Regions from separate parts of the Gossypium hirsutum genome. Here region 1 is linked to region 2. The links are chromatin contacts, called in public Hi-C maps. All regions are on one chromosome and are shown on one strand. The core of a region is the stretch at or near the end of the contact, and the rest is flanking DNA. Distances in the headings are between cores, read along the strand shown. Region 1 holds the start of LOC107915063 (probable pectate lyase 1). Region 2 holds the start of LOC107915059 (3-ketoacyl-CoA thiolase 2, peroxisomal).

Evidence for each region. Hi-C and Micro-C count contacts between places; a contact is called where the count stands out from the background.
Region 1: a Hi-C map of leaf shows a contact between it and region 2, with 2.5 times the contacts expected there. The contact joins the promoter of LOC107915063 here to the promoter of LOC107915059 in region 2. A contact is called at or near these places in 7 of 34 Hi-C or Micro-C datasets (anther, callus, hypocotyl and 1 more).

The regions. Positions count from the first base shown.
Region 1 is chrD10:31,315,160-31,317,859 of Gossypium_hirsutum_v2.1, reverse strand. LOC107915063 (probable pectate lyase 1) reads right to left here and starts at 1,285. Exons shown (of 6, transcript XM_016844176.2): 1 at 1,017-1,285; 2 at 558-611; 3 at 16-99. The coding sequence starts at 1,114.
Region 2 is chrD10:31,137,583-31,140,282 of Gossypium_hirsutum_v2.1, reverse strand. It overlaps LOC107915059 (3-ketoacyl-CoA thiolase 2, peroxisomal), which reads left to right and starts at 1,360. Exons shown (of 14, transcript XM_016844171.2): 1 at 1,360-1,626; 2 at 1,897-1,973; 3 at 2,094-2,178; 4 at 2,276-2,402; 5 at 2,495-2,593; 6 at 2,666-2,700. The coding sequence starts at 1,531.

The sequences.
Region 1 (2,700 bases), core at 36-2,535, 180 kb before region 2:
TTTATAGAGACTCACATGTCAATGATGGTCTCAACCTCGGCTGCTACGGCCTCTGGATCAGCCACAGCATGTTCATTCAAGACCTTAACCTCTTCTGACCTGAAATCCCAATCACACCAACCCAAATTCCAATTAAATAAAATTTATTCTCAATATTTCATTTTAATTTTCTTATTCTCGTTGGTGATTAATCATTCTATGGAACACACTGCTTAAAGGGGATTCACTGTGTCGTCCACCAACAGTACTCCAAAACCGTTACAAAAGTGTTTTTCAAGGGGTAAGAAACAGAAACCCCGTGTGGACCCCTCGACGGGAATTTATAAAATGCCCTTCCTCAATCCTCATTATACAATCTTTTTTTTTTCTATATACGGGAATTGAATTGAGTAACGGAGTAAATGGTTGAGATCTAAGGATCTGGATCTCTACGGATGGGATCGTTATTTCATGGTTAAACGGAGATAAACATAACGGCTGGGATGATCAGAATTGGAAAAAGAAAACGAAAATAAATAAATAAATAAAAAGAAGGCTAGTTCTAAGCTCTACATTACCTAGTTGCCATTGTTGAGTTTTTTGAGTTCTGCAGCTTCTCTATCTCCACAGTGCTGTAAAAATATATAAACATAATATAAATGAAAATTGAAATTTTCTAGTATTTTGCAGTGATGCTCCATTTTCAGTTAGCATTTTTTGAAGAAAAAAAAAAGAGGACTCTGAAATCTCGTTTTCGACGTATTAAGTTTTTGAAGAGGGAATATTAATGGATCCGTTAAAAAGGAAGAGTTCTTTTTTCTTTCTGAGAATGAGACTATTTTTCAAGATCTAAACAATGACAATTCTGTATAGTTTTTGTATTCTAATTCACCATAAAATGACATAATGTAGGCAACAATTTTGCAAGGCAAATTCGAAAACCCGTAAGAAAACACACAATGGAGACTCTCTGTCTCTTTCTTTTACTAAAATAAAACTGAGAAAGCTTGAAAACTGAGTTGAAGGAAGAGAAAGACCTGGAATCGTTGTTGGTCTGTACTGTGGCCATTGCTCCAACAAGAAACAAAAACAGAACAGCTAAAGAAGCTAAAAACCATTTCTTGGAAGCCGCCATTGCAGTTTTCTCCGCTTCTTCGGTACTTAAAAGCTTTCTCTCTATCCAAACAGAGGAAAAATTGAGAGAGAGACAGAGGAAAGAAGGAAATGGTGAAGCAGGGAGAGTCAAGAGTACAAGCTCCAAGCAAACGGCTTTTATAGAGCCACGAGCAAAAAATAAAAAAAGTGAACACCAAAACAGAAAGACCAAACGACGCCGATTATATACCCAAAATATTAAATATTGGAATTTTTTGGGTAGGTTTACTTTAACCAAATAACCTAAGTCACCTAACCGCCACTAACTGTCTCTCTCCCGCACTCTATTTTCACCAGGGTTAAATAAGTATAATTTTACTATTTTAACTGTTGGATAATGCCACGTCAGATATTACGGGCGTACGGTTGGAGAAGGGAGCAGAATGTCACACAGTTTCCTGCTGAATTTGCGGCATTAAATGATGTGTTTTTTAATTAAACCACATTAATAAATATTGGCTTAAAGTATGCTATTAGTCTCTGTACTTTTATAGAATTTTAGATTTAGTCCTTATATTTTAAAATTTAATATACTTGCTCTAAACATCCTGAAACTATGACTCATTCTAAATTGTTCATCAAACTTTAAAATGTTTTAATTACATCCTTAAACTATTAAAATCGTTAATTTAACTATTAAATGAGGTGTCAGATCTTATGTGATATAACTTAAAATGAAAATTTTTAAGAAAATATATATTGTAAAAATGGATGTTGTAAAGATCTTGGTGTTGAGATTTTTGAAACTTCTACAGAAACAATCGTTCACTCTCTTTTTGTTCGGTTTTACTTTATTTTTAGTTTTTAATTGTAAAAGTTACGCAATAACATTTTACTTTTCTTTAAAATTTTCATTTTAAATTATTTCACATAATAATTTACATGTCATTTAATGATTAAATTAACTATTTCAATAATAGTAATTAGAACATTTTGAAGTTTAGGAACCAATTTAGAATGAAGGTAATAGTTTGGTGCAATTAACTCTTAAAAGTTAAAAATTCAACCCTCTTACTTTTCTGATTTAAAAATTCTAGTCCAGATATTATTGTGATTGGTAGTTCCTATCAGAATTGATAAATTTTTTTTATAAAAATATATTATTGCACTGAGAACAGGTAGATTAAGTTAAGGAAACGTTATGAGAGTAGAGGGATTAAGAAGAATTATTATTTAAAAAAGAAGAAGAAATAAATTGGAATTTTGGTGGTAGCAAAGTTACGTGTGCGCCAATCACGGCCTTGAGGAAGTGAGGGGATTTTGACTCCAAACAAGATTCAACTAAAAGGATACGAAAATGATATTCTATTTTCTCTCTCTTCACATGGCTCTTACATATCATTTTAAGTAACATATTTAGACACCCACTAGTAGATATGATTCTAAAAGATATTTGATTTTTAGATGCTTTTAATAATTTGTTTTTATAAATCTTTAAATACAATTCTTTTTATCGTCATTTTATGTGATATTATTTTTTCACCATGTCTAATTTTAAGACATTCTCATGATGTAGATAAAACAATTTGTCATTTATTTTGAAAATGTATTATTTTTCACAAAACT
Region 2 (2,700 bases), core at 111-2,610:
TTTTTGCATGGATGAATATGCATGAATTATGAAGTTTTATGGTAGAAAATGAAAGGTTGTTGATAGATAAACAACTTTTGTAAAGTAAATTTTTATGAAATTGTGATTTAGGGACTAAATTGTAAAGATGTAAAATTCATGGAAAAATTCTAAATTTTGTGAAATATATGGGCTGCTATTATGACATGTAAAAATTGGCTAGGCTTGGAATAAGGATTAAATTGCATGAATTTCATTTTTCTGAGCCTAGGGATGAAATCGTAATTAAATAAAAGTATAAGGGAAAAATGATAGTTTTGCCTAAGATGTGAATTGAATTGAATTGAATATGAATTGTATTAAATTGAGTTAAATTTACTCATATAGATCCAGATAGACAAAATACAGAATTAGATCGAGGAAAAGAGAAAGTGTCGGATTAGTAGACAATAGAGCAACAAACACTTGTCAAGATAAGTTCGTGTAACTAAATTATGCATATTTATATGTTTGAATTAAATATTGTATATGTGAATTGTGTAATTGCTATTTATATGAAATTGATTACATATCCGACAAAGCCCGATAAATGTTAATGAAATTTGATGGATACATGATTTCCCGATAAATATTTTATTTTTTTGTAAAGTGATTTACTGGAAAATATTTTCTGGTATTTGATTGAATCTGTGTAAAATATTTTCAGCTGTTTGGCAGATTTCCTGGAAATATTTTTCGAAAAAATTGTTTTTACATATATTGTTATATATTAATAAATTTTTATATTTTAAATTATTTTTACATATATTGCAATGATTTATTTATAATAATACTCAATCATTAAGCTACAATATTAATCGTTATAAATTGAAAAAAATAATATCAAATAAATTATTTGTAATTGTGTTAAAAAACAAGTATTGAATAATTAAAAAAACATGTTACTGGAAAATCGATAAACAGAAGTAATTTTCTACCGGAAATGAAAGAAGGAATGAAAGAGGCGATAGAGAGGAGAGCACAGAAAATGTCATACGGAAATTGAAAAGGTAAGACATTTTCCCTAAAATGTAACCCATTTTCTCTTATTTTGGAGTTCATTTTCCAAATGAAAAATATTTTCCGCCAATCAAACGCTGAAAAAATTAGAAATAATTTTTCAAAAAATCAATTCATTCAATCAAACTGACCAATTTAAGGAAAATGATTTAATACTATAATTATTACGAAACACGGTGAAACGAATTTTAGGTTGCAGGATTGAAGTGTGAAGTACACGCGCTTGAAAGGAGAAGGGAATAGCGAAGGTGAGGCCGAAAAGGCTTACATATCATCGTCATCCAAAATCAGAACTCATAACCCTCCAATTGCTTTTACTGTAATAATTAAATAAATAAAATTAAATCTTTATCTTAATTAGACTTCTTTGTATCCCTTATAAATGTCTTTTGCCAACTTCCCTTGTCCAAGCCTCTTCTTTTCCCATTATTTTTCCTGCATTTTCTCCCTCGCCAAACAGAAATCTTAGTTCATTTCTAGACGCAGGGAACGATGGAGAAAGCGATCAACCGACAGCAAGTTTTGCTTCAACACCTTAATCCTTCAGCTTCTTCTTTTTCGTCGCACCAAAACAACTCTGCCCTCTCTGTAAGATCTGTTTACTATTCTCACCTAAATCTTAGTGTAACTTTGACACAATGACTCAGAATTTTATTCCTTAATTTAAATCTCGATTTCAAATTTTAATAATTTTATTTTTCTATTTTGGGAAAAAAGAAGAAGAATCATCTTTGATAACGTTTAAAACTGCGTTAATATTTAATTTATGGATTTAATTTTGATTATTTGATTATTTCTGTCAAATGATCTCCTTTTGTTTCTCTAATGAATTAAAAAAACTTGACAAAAATTCCTCAGGCATCGGCTTGTTTAGCTGGAGATAGCGCTGCTTATCAAAGAACTAATGTATTTGGAGATGATGTGGTGATAGTAGCGTAAGTAACTCTTTTTGAATTAACTAATTAATAATCATTACATTTTTGTTGTAAATAATTGAGAGATTATTTGGAACTTTTTTTGTTTCAATTATGGAATTTATTATTTTTATTTTACAGAGCATATAGGACCGCGCTTTGCAAATCCAAGCGAGGGGGTTTCAAGGATACTTATCCTGATGATTTACTTGCACCTGTTTTAAGGGTTTGTCTTGAAAGAAATTTTGTTTAGGTTTTTCTTTTTGTGGTCGGTTTTTATTTTTTCCAGTAATTTATTATTATGTTGTTACGTTTGAGTTTAGGCAGTGATAGAGAAAACAAATTTGAATCCTAGTGAAGTTGGGGATATTGTTGTGGGAACGGTCTTGGCACCAGGATCTCAACGAGCTAGCGAATGTCGGATGGCTGCATTCTATGCTGGCTTCCCTGGTATACATATATATCATTGATTGTGTTCTTATGGTTCTGTATTTTGTTATTGTCATGTTGGTTGATTGTAAGCACTTCTTATGGTGATGCAGAAACTGTGCCTGTTAGAACTGTGAACAGGCAATGCTCATCCGGGCTTCAGGCAGTTGCTGATGTAGCCGCAGCGATAAAAGCAGGGTTTTATGAAATTGGTTAGAAACCTATGCTGCTAATGATATTTCTTTATCACATTGTATTTTTACTAATAACTACTTGTATTGTAGGCATTGGAGCTGGGTTGGAATCTATGACCACTAAT